2 separate regions of the Podarcis muralis genome follow, and region 2 is linked to region 1. A link is a contact called in public Hi-C data. All regions are on one chromosome and are shown on one strand. Each heading gives the region's core, a stretch centred on a gene start, on an enhancer-like site or on the middle of the called end of the contact. The rest is flanking DNA. Distances are from core to core; before and after follow the strand shown. Region 1 holds the start of STX16 (syntaxin 16). Region 2 holds the start of NELFCD (negative elongation factor complex member C/D).

What was found. A called contact is a pair of places that touch in the nucleus more often than the background predicts.
Region 2: a contact with region 1 is called in a Hi-C map of tail, with 3 times the contacts expected there. The contact joins the promoter of NELFCD here to the promoter of STX16 in region 1. A contact is called at or near these places in 2 of 3 Hi-C or Micro-C datasets (blood and tail).

Annotation. Positions count from the first base shown.
Region 1 is chr5:88,249,463-88,255,060 of rPodMur119.hap1.1, forward strand. STX16 (syntaxin 16) reads left to right here and starts at 2,422. Exons shown (of 9, transcript XM_028735301.2): 1 at 2,422-2,998. The coding sequence starts at 2,864. LOC144327858 (a long non-coding RNA gene) reads right to left here and starts at 2,312. Exons shown (of 2, transcript XR_013393025.1): 1 at 2,145-2,312; 2 at 1,147-1,368.
Region 2 is chr5:88,556,149-88,561,917 of rPodMur119.hap1.1, forward strand. It overlaps NELFCD (negative elongation factor complex member C/D), which reads left to right and starts at 2,183. Exons shown (of 15, transcript XM_028735313.2): 1 at 2,183-2,297; 2 at 5,698-5,769. The coding sequence starts at 2,235.

The DNA of each region.
Region 1 (5,598 bases), core at 1,172-3,671:
TAATGTTCGGGGTCGCCCTTATTTTATTTGCTGCTGTTTCTAGCACCATAATAAACAGTAAAGGTGACAGGGGGCAACCCTGCCTTGTACCTTTCATAATTGAGAAATGTTTAGTCAAATTGTTATTAATAATCAACCTAGCCTGCTGCTCTGTATAAATCGCCTTGATACCCTTCAGGTAGGGGCCCCCTATTCCCACCTTTTCAAGATTTTGTAACAAAAATTCCCAAGAGACACGGTCGAATGCTTTTTCTGCATCGATAAAAATGAGGGCCGCTGGTATGTCAGGTCTTGCCTCCAAATACTCCATAATATCTAAAGCGTGGCGAACATTATCCCTCAACTGCCTACCTGGGATGAATCCCACTTGGTCTCTATGTATATATCTGTTTAGTAGCTTTTTGAGCCTACTTGCCATAATATCCGTAAAGATCTTATAGTCACAATTTAGGAGTGAAATTGGCCTATAATTTTTTAAATCTGCCTTTTCATTTTCGTTTTTAGGGATTAACGTAATATACGCCTCCTTCCAGGAGCTGGGGATCCTCCCCTCTTGGAGAATATTGTTTATTACCTCCGTTAACGCCGGCGCTAACACATCTATCAATTTTTTATAGTATTTCTTTGGGCATCAACGAACTATGTTTGGGACTAATCAAAGAGGCAAAAATATCCCAGGAGCCATAATTCCCAGCTTTCATTTGAAAACAAAAACGTTTCTAGCATTTCTGGAATCTTGTGAAGTGAAACATACATATACAGTATACCATTCCTCTCAAAAAAAATTTTTTGAGAAATCAGCCAGCTCCACTCTCTCCATGCCCCTCTCCACCCTACCCCAGTGCCCAAAAAATTCCTGCAGGTGCCCACATATTTGAAAGAGGGGGATGTGCACTTTTGAGAGAGATATGAATTTGTTATCTGTGTGTGTGTGTGGTTTGTGAGATGCACTTGGACTGAGAAAGACAAAGAGATGTATATTTAAAGTGTGTGTGAGAGAGAGTGCATGAGGGGATGCATGCATGTACGTGTCTGGTGTGGTCGCTTTGTATATTTTCCGTGGTACTGGATATTGTTCCCTGTTGTTATTAAGCTGCAACAGCATCGCTGTGTGTTCATGTGAGAAAGAAATGGGGGCACCTCAGGAATGATTTATTTTTTTATTTCTTATTTATTTGTCACTCAGCCCAGCCTTCATGTGTCATGGTACCAACTCAGGTGTGTCGTATCCCATTACCTGCCTTTGAAGACAGAATGGCCACTACCAGTAGAGGTATTTAGAAACACAAGCAGCCCTGCTTCAGCCCTGCAGTTCTCACCATCGCTTTCTGTGGGGTGGTCTTGACAAAATCTCTCCTGGCTTCAGACCTAGAGACAATGAATAGGAAAGGCTCTCCAGCAGCATCACCACAGACTTCATAATAATTTAATAATCTTCTTACTTATACCCTGCCCTATCTTCCACTAAACTCAGCCTGCCAACTTCCATGGGTTTCATCACGCACGTGCACAACCCCTTTTCACCTTTTACGCGTCACGTGCAAGCATATGCAAGCACCATTTCTCCTTGGCCACATTCGAAACCTCTTGTTCATAAACAAGCGGCAGTCAACATCCATGAAGGTCACCAGTGGGGCCACATTTGCTCCCCCATTCATTCACATTCATGTCCCCAGATTCAGTCCACAAATATCCACCAGTTCCTAATGACCGGAACCAGCTTACATGTCCACAGGCACCACCTTGCTGCAGGCATTGCACAGGTGAGAGCTCCTCCAGCTTCCACCCACCAACCAACAGCTGTCCAGCTTCCATGAGGTCCACTCCTAAACTTCAGCCATCCTCCGCCCATAGCAATCCCTCTCAGCAAAGGAACTTGTCTACTTATTACTCCACTCAAGGGACTCCACTCACCTATAGTCCAACCCGCTGCAATACAGGAATATTAATTATTATTATTATTATTATTATTATTATTATTATTATTATTATTATTTATTGAATTTATACACCGCCCTATACCCGGAGTTCACGGGTCTCGAACTCACGACCCTCGCATTAAAGAGTCTCAACACTCTGCCGGCCGCGCCATCCACAACCTCCCCGCCGACTTCTCGCCCCACGCGTCGCTTTAGCCGGCTTACCTGACGAAAAAAACCGGGAACCGGAAGTTTCGCTTGCGAACCATTACGACCGCGAGCTCTTTGGCCGGCGCCGCTCCCCCGCTCTGCCTCCTTCCCCGCCCACCTCAGGAGCCCGGCGCGCGGCCGGAACTTTCGAGCGCCGCTTCCTGGAGGCGCGGGGGAAGCGTGTCCCCGTTGCACGATGCGGAAGTGAGCCGCGGCTGGCGGCGGGGTTACGGCGGGGTTCCATCCGGGTCCGGCTAGGGAAACGATGTGGGGGGCTGGAGGGGGCCGGGGCTAGGATCCTTCCCCGTTCCTGGCGGGGGGTGGGGAGAGGAAGGGCCTTCCGGGGGCTGGTCCTGTGTCCGCCCCGGGCGAGGCTGGGCGTGAGGCGCCCTTTGGGCGGGTGGGATTCCGGGGGGGGGGGCGACCCCAGGAAAGGTGACCCTCAGCAAGACTAGGGTGGGGGTCGGGGTCCCCATGAGGGGAAGCAAGGGGGGCTCCTCCTCGGAGATTTGCAGGTGCCCCGAGGAAACCGAGTGAGGGGCTTTGAGTCCCGGGAGCGTTTCAAGCTCTCCGCCCCCCGCAGGATTTTGAATGGGCTCCGTCCTGAGGGGAAGCTAGGAGAGGGCCGGAGTTGGGATCGGGGCCCCTGAGGAGCCTATAGGGCCCAGTGGATAGGTTCCCCCCCCCCCCGGGTGTGCGCGTGGTGTTTTCCCCCTAGGGGGGTTTAGAAAGCCATGGCCACCCGGCGTTTAACAGACGCCTTCTTGTTGTTGCGGAACAACGCGATCCAAAGCCGGCAGCTGCTGGCCGAGCAAGTGAGTAGTTACGGCTCCTCCAGCCCTCTGACTTCACGTAGCATGGCTGCTGCGGTGAGTCTCCCTTCGTCCTACTGTATCCCACATTTCGCTGTTTCTTAAGTGCCAGCTGCGTTATAGGGCTGTCAGGCGGCAAGCATGCCATCCTTGTGTCTTCTTTCCCCCCTTTCCTCAACCTCTCTTACTCGCCTGTATCCTCTATATGTATATAAAGAAATGTGTTTGCTCCAATAGGTGTTTGCTCCCCCGCTCCCAGTTCAATGTCCACTATTAGGGTTTGCATGCATTGAGGGGCACCCTGACTTTTAAGGAACTACCCTGTTCCGAAACTGCATTAAAAACAACTGTTGTAGCAAAGGGAGTTTTCTAATGGTAGGTCGGTTAACACCTTGCAAGCAGAAAAACTAGGTTTGCTCCCAGTGTATGTTCAGCAAGCAACTGCAGCCAGTCACAGGTAGTCAATTTTTATTGTGCTTTTAGATGCAGAAGTGAATGTTTTTCTTTCCCTGTTTTCCTGTCAAATTGCAGACTTGGGACATGTCTGATTTTACTTAAGTCTTCTTTAAGAGTTTTGAAAGCTTCATATGGGATTATTTGACATGGCAGCCTCCAATGTCTTTTGTCTTGCTAATGTTCTTGGAAGATGTCCAGTTGAATAATTTTTATTTTGTCCTGGGCGCACATAGAATTCCCCAACATTTGACCCAGCCATCCAAGTTCTGGGCATCCAATTCTGCAGTACTGTACATTATTTTTCTCATAATAAGGAGTATGGCAATCATTCACTTATGGGGGGGAAATAAAGTTGTGCACTTGGATACTCTGCTGGGATTCCCGTTCTGTGTCTCAGCTATTTTTGTTCCATGGAAATCTAAGAGAATTAACAATTAAGCCAGCCCCTTTCTGCAGCCCCTCCTTCTGCAAAGTACTGCCTGAATTGTCTCTTGTCACTTGAACTGATTTAGATAGATAAATGTGGCAATTAAAAGTGGGTGTAGCCTTGAATCTCCCAATGCATGCCTACACTTTCTTTTGATTTGCTGAGTGTTCCTGAACAAGTTACTCTGGTTCAATGTCCTGTTCTGTTAAAGGGGAAAGAGTATCCTTGCTGTTTTTCTAAAGCACTCTGAAGTTGACCAGACAGCCTATTAAAAAAACCAATTGCTATAATATATCCCAATACCCATTTCTTTTTTTTGGTCAACTTTCCCTTCTCTATCTTTATGTTACAATTAATTTGGTAAAATGTGATAGGAAGATATTCCTAGATGCCAGAATAAAATCATTAATTTTATTCTGAATCAAATCTTCAGGCACCAACTTGGTGCTGAAATTAGGATAGGTTAGGGATTTTGCTCCTCATGCCACTATAATGTCTGTCTGTCTTTTCTTTCCCTCTCTGTGTGTGTGCGTTTTCATATCAGTCACCTCTGTCGATTGATTTTGCTTACTTTTCAGCTTACTGCTACAGTTTTATGCTTCATTATTACACCACTACCATTCCGTTCATAAAACATTAAATTGTTGCCCTCTCCTCTTTCCCCCAATTGTATTCTCCTTTAGTGCGTGAAAAATAAGCTTAATTTACACTGATCTCTGAGGCACCAGTGCAAGGAGCAGTTCTGTTTTGTGCTATGCAACTGCTGAGTGTTCAACTGGTGTGCAAGTGTTTCTCTACACGTTGAAAATTAGTTGAAAACTGCATGCAGGTTCTATGTTGTTAGACCTAGTTACAGTGCAGTCCTTCCTATGCATGCCCACTCAAAAGTAAGTCCCAGGGAGGTCAGTGGGGCTTGCTCCCAGGAAAGTGGGTACAGTGGTACCTCAGGTTAAGTACTTAATTCGTTACGGAGGTCTGTTCTTAACCTGAAACTGTTCTTAACCTGAAGCACCACTTTAGCTAATGGGGCCTCCTGCTGCCGCTGTGCCGCCGGAGCACGATTTCTGTTCTCATCCTGAAGCAAAGTTCTTAACCTGAAGCACTATTTCTGGGTTAGCGGAGTCTGTAACCTGAAGCGTATGTAACCTGAGGTACCACTGTATAGGATTGCAGTCATAGTTTTTTGTTGTCCTCCAGCTCTGTTTTTGTTAGGCCAGATATAAAATGTATCCTCATGCTAGAAATGTGTTTAAAAGAAAACACCAGTACCGTAATTTATACCTTTAAACAATACTTTGAAGTACAGGCAAATTGACATCTTACCAGCTGATTTGCACAAAATTATATAGGCTTCTTCAGACATTTAGAGACTCTTGTAATTTAAAAGAAAGTGTCTATTGTGGGTTTGGCTAGATAATAAAAGATCCTAATTACCATTTCCCTGGTGATCAAGTACTTTTGTGTACATAACTGCTATGTTATACCACATGGGAATGGTTTATTTTGAAGGCTGTATGTTAGAATGGGGGGAAACTGCCTGATTCCTATATAATTTATTACAGCCAATGTAAAAAAATTGATTAACTTGGTTATTACTAAATTCTTTTGGCAGCCCCTCTTAAGAGTTTTAAGCCCTCTTCCTTTCAACCTGAAGAAGAGACCCGCCCCCGCCCCCCCATTTTTGCAATGCACTTTGCCCAACTGGTCAGAATTGGACTCCTCCTCCTATCAGATCATGTTAATGTTGATTTGCATGCTGCTTTTTAAGCCAAAG
Region 2 (5,769 bases), core at 933-3,432, 310 kb after region 1:
AAAAGTGTCACGGTGACAAAACCCCAGCTGTGTTGTGTAGATAAACAACAGGTTCAATTTCACAACATTATGCAACCTCCTTATTGTTCCAATGATGTTTTTATTAAGCTGATCCTATCCATCCAAGATAGGGACGCGGGTGGCGCTGTGGGTAAAAGCCTCAGCGCCTAGGACTTGCCGATCGTCAGGTCGGCGGTTCGAATCCCCGCGGCGGGGTGCACTCCCGTTGCTCGGTCCCAGCGCCTGCCAACCTAGCAGTTCGAAAGCACCCCCGGGTGCAAGTAGATAAATAGGGACTGCTTACTGGCGGGAAGGTAAACGGCGTTTCCGTGTGCTGCGCTGGCTCGCCAGATGCAGTTTTGTCACGCTGGCCACGTGACCCGGAAGTGTCTCCGGACAGCGCTGGCCCCCGGCCTCTTAAGTGAGATGGGCGCACAACCCCAGAGTCTGTCAAGACTGGCCCGTACGGGCAGGGGTACCTTTACCTTTTTATCCATCCAAGACAGAAGGCACAGCTGGGAGGAAAACCCAAACAAAATCCAAATGGTACTTTTCAGGAGCAGGAAATGTAAAAGCTGACCCAGTGATCACAACTAATACGCCATCGGTCTTCAGCGTAATCGCAAACTGCGTTCGCAGAACCTTAAGCAACAATTGTCCTGATAGGAGAGACTTGTAGGAAATGGAAATCATCAACTGAGGACTTCCACATACAGTGGTACCTCGGGTTAAGTACTTAATTTGTTCCGGAGGTCCGTACTTATCCTGAAACTGTTCTTAACCTGAAGCACCACTTTTAGCTAATGGGGCCTACTGCTGCCGCCGCGCCGCCGGAGCACAATTTCTGTTCTCATCCTGAAGCAAAGTTCTTAACCTGAAGCACTATTTCTGGGTTAGCGGAGTCTGTAACCTGAAGCGTATGTAACCCGAGGTACCACTGTAATCTCTTTATATATGGATTTTGAAAATAACACAGCACTTAAACCAGTAACAGCTGAGTTTACATACTAAGGCTTTGCCAATATGCTTATTTTGCAGACAGGCTAATATGGAAAGTGTTTCCAGGAGGGCCAAAACTTGAAAACTTCAGCATTAACAGAATGCAGGATATGCTGCATTCTTAATTTCAGAGAAGTGAAATGGCTTGCTCAACTTTTGCCATTTAGTGCAAGGCAAGCTTGGAGCTTTCATCAAAAAGCAAGTGACAAGCTATTTCAATATTCCTTGCTGTTTGGGCACCTTGATTATGGCATGGTCCATTCATTCTTGTTGTTTGGCAATGAAATATTAACAATCTGGATGTTACAAACTAACCTGTTAGCATTATTTAGGCTGTCAGATCCTGTCAGAGACATTGTGAAGCCATAAAGTTTAACTTAATTTTTAACTTAAAATTTTAAAGGGGGAATAAGAATTGTGTGGAAAGTTTTAGGTCCTGTGCCGGTGTTATCTCATTATTAATCATACAGGAAATATGTTGCACCATTTCATGCTTTACTTGTACAACTGAAGTACCAAAAGATTGTTGTTTGAATTGTGCACTCATATGTCCCAAAATAAGTTTGTGCTCAGAGGGGGGGACAGGGAGGAGACCATGGGGTCAGGTTGTTTTGGAGCTGGTGGTTTTTAACGAGAGGAGCCATAATTAGTTTGGGAAATTGGCCATCTGTCATGGATGCTTTAGCTGAGATTCCTGCATTGCAGAGGGTTGAACTAGATGATAAGTAAGTGATGTATATTCTCAGAAAGTAACCATTTAATATATTTTGTTAATTTAACGTAAGCATAACTGCGGAATCATAGAAATGTATAAGTTAAATGTTATGGATGTGCTTTCACTGTGTTATTTCGTACTCTATTTCAGTTTTGCTCTGAAATGTTCTTATTTGTTGTAACTTACATTTCAAAGAGGGTAGACCAAGACCTAGAGGAAAGAGCTTTCTCTGACTTAGCCATGAAGGCTGTGTACTCCCTCTGGTACCAGAGGTGGTGTGCCTCTAAATACCAGTTTCTGGGCAGCACAAGAGGGGAATGTAGGAAGCTGCCAAACACCAAGTCAAACCATTGGTCCATCTAGTTCAGCATTGTCTGCACTGATTGGCAGTGGCTCTCCAGGGTCTCAGGTCTCATTCTTTCCCAGCTAGGGATTTAATCCAAGACCTCCTGCATCCAAAGCTGATGCTCTGTCACTGAGCTATGGTCCTCTCCCCCCACCAAGCAGGAGCTGTGGGTCCATGGATGAGTGCATCCGTTGCAGTGAGAGGTCCCTTGGTCCAGCCCGTGGCATCCATCTCCAGGTAAGGAAGACTCCAACCTAAAATCCTGGAGAGCTGCTGCCAGTCAGTGCAGACAATACTGCCCTTCCTCCGTTGTGTGCTGCTGAGCTCGTGTCCTGCTTTGTAGGCTTGGGTGCTAAGAGAACAGGACAAGGAGCTCCATAAGTCCTTGGGTCGGATCCTGCAGGGCTCCAGTGCTGTTCGAAAAGCACCCAAGCCCAGCGCCTTACACATAGGGTGGGAGCAGCAGGCGTTTTTTTAATTAGGAGCGTTGCATTGCAAACCACGCGCCTGCACGGCAGGCAAACCAGGCTGCATCCATCCTTGACTCCCCTATTGCAATACCCGCTTCTTATCTCTATGGCATCATAGGCGACTCCGGAGAGGGAAGAGCTTCGCTCTACTCCCGGAAGTCTCGCTGGAAGCTCGTAAATGGGGCTAGAGCCCCACGTGGTCCTTACAGGCTTCCCCTCTCCGCCCACCATTACCCACAAACCACCTTGCCGTGGCACAGAGGCACAAATTGAAGAGGGAGCCACCTTAGTTTTGGATCGGGCTATTCTTGGTTCAGATCAAGAAGCCATTTTCAAGTGCCTCCTAGTTTACAGAAGGCAGGAGCGTGATGCAAACAACTTTAACGTGGCTGAGCATAGGAGCCAACTCCTAGGGGATTTATTTTATTTTTGTAGGTATGGACAGATATAGGGCTTTTTTTTCTGTGCTTGTTTTTAAAAGATTCCCCCCCCCCTTATTTTAATCCGATGTTAGCATTTTAACTTTTATATGTTTTTAAGTAGGGCTGTAGTCCCCCCCCCCGCCCTGCATTTTCTTCTTGGTTAAACCCACTTGTTGTCGTTTAGTGTGTCCGACTCTTTGTGACCCCATGGACCAGAGCACGCCAGGCACTCCTGTCTTCCACTGCCTCCCGCAGTTTGGTCAAACTCATGTTGGTAGCTTTGAGAACACTGTCCAACCATCTCGTCCTCTGTCGCCCCCTTCTCCTTGTGCCCTCCATCTTTCCCAACATCAGGGTCTTTTCCAGGGAGTCTTCTCTTCTCATGAGGTGGCCAAAGTATTGGAGCCTCAGCTTCAGGATCTGTCCTTCCAGTGAGCACCCAGGGCTGATTTTCTTAAGAATTGAGAAGTTTGATCTTCTTGCAGTCCATGGGACTCTCAAGAGTCTCCTCCAGCACCATAATTCAAAAGCATCAGTTCTTCAGCGATCAGCCTTCTTTATGGTCCAGCTCTCACTTCCATACATCACTACTGGGAAAACCATAGCTTTAACTATACGGACCTTTGTTGACAAGGTGATGTCTCTGCTTTTTAACATGCTGTCTAGGCTTGTCATTGCTTTTCTCCCAAGAAGCAGGCGTCTTTTAATTTCATGACTGCTAGACGCGGGTGGCACTGTGGGTTAAACCACAGAGCCTAGGACTTGCTGATCAGAAGATTGGCGCTTCGAATCCCCGTGACGGGATGAGCTCCCGTTGCTCAGTCCCAGCTCCTGCCAACCTAGCAGTTCGAAAGCACGTCAAAGTGCAAGTAGATAAATAGGTACTGCTCCAGCGGGAAGGTAAACGCGTTTCCGTGCGCTGCTCTGGTTTGCCAGAAGAGGCTTCGTCATGCTGGCCACATGACCCGGAAGCTGCACGCTGGCTCCTTTGGCCAATAAAGCGAGATGAGCGCCGCAACCCCAGAGTCGGCCACGACTGGACCTAATGGTCAGGGGACCCTTTACCTTTAAACCCACTTAGAGGCTGGTTTTTCGGGGGGGGGGGACACACACCATCAAACGGTGTGCAAAATATTCTGAAACGAAGGAGCGAATAAGCAGCAAGCGAGCAAACAAAACCGTAAGCCACTTTTTTTTTTTTTTTTGTCCCGGGGTATAAATGAGTCTAAGAATAGTAACCGACAATGGAAAAGAAGCCTATAAACCTGTAAGCCGCCCCGGGGGGGAGGGGCGAGGCGAATCAATAAAACCTTCAGAAGAAGCCCGGAATTCGTCCGTGCGCGTGGCCTCTCTTCCCTTTTCGTGCCTCTGCGGCCTCGGCGCCGGAGGTCCCTTCGAGGGAGGAGGAGGGGAGGCGGACGTGGCCTGCGGTCGAGCGGAGCCCATGGAGGAGCCCGACTACCTGGGAGGCAGCGCGGCCGCCGAGTGGGGGGACGACGGCGGCGGCGACGGAGGGGCGGTGAGAGCGGGGCCCTTGAGGGAGAGCTTTCGGGGAGGGTCTTCTTGTTGTTATTGATTATTCCCCAACCCCCCCTTTTTTCCTGAGGCTGTGCACAAGCCGGAAACCTTATTTCCCCCTCCTCCCCGGGGGATTGATTTATTTTCAGAAAAACTGTAGGTAGTAAATTATTATTAAAAAAATTATTCTTTATTGATTAAAAATTTACATATCTATACAAACATTGTATGCTATCACTTTACATACGAAGAAAAAGAAAATTTATAAAGAAGTAAAATAGAAAATAGAAAATTTATAAAGAAGTAAAAAAGAGGAAAAAATATAAAGAAATAACAAAGATACGAAATTTAAAAAATCAAAAGAGGAAAAGAAAAGACAAGACGACATTATTTACACAATGAAAGTGTTCAAAAGCAGCACCAAGAGGGCAACGGGGAAAGTTGCTCCTCATTTTATTGTTGTTGTTGTTGTTGTTGTTGTTGTTGTTGTTGTTATGTTATTGCATGAACACCATTCGGAACTCCCGTCATTCTAGGCGCGTTTTGCAATAGGGAATTTCATTAGGGTGAGAAGTTTCTGAGCTCTGGGCTCAGATTTCAGATTTAAACTGCAGAGTTGGAAGGAAAAGAGGACCTTTTTCTGCCTCCCCACTTCCAAAGACTGGAGAAGAGACTCTCTTAAGAACATTAGGGGAAGGACTACTAGACCATGTGGGAAATGAACATAATATTTTAGCTGCAGTTCATTCATTTTCAGCTTTGTCTTCTTGTCCTTAAAAGGGGGCACCTGGACGTTCTGTTGTTGCTCCCATGGTCTAGCCTCCTGCTAGAGGCTCTGGAGAACTGCTAGTTGCTAGAACTGCTAGGAGTAGCCTAAACATGATGCGGTCTGGATGTTTATTTGCCTCCAACTCCCATCATCCCAGACCATTAGCTTTGTTGTCTGGGTTGCACCCTACGCTGGCTAGGCATTGGTAAAACTGACCTAGACGGACCAATAGTCTTCCCCAATAAAAGACAGCATCCTATGTTCCTGTGCCTGTATGACTGTTAACGTTGTAGCCACAGGATGAAGCAGTGTAATATGTGTTGCTGGGTTTTTTTGGTTTTTTTTCCTAACCACATTCCTCAAAATTGGGGGGGGGGGGCTAACTTTGCCAACAAGTGTATTATAACAGAAATCCAGTGTGGTGGGGAAAATAACTGCTGTTCTGCACTTTCAAACAGCAAGATGATGAATATGGTGAAGAAGATGACGCTGGTGTCCAGCAGGAATGTTTGCAGAAATTTTCCACCCGA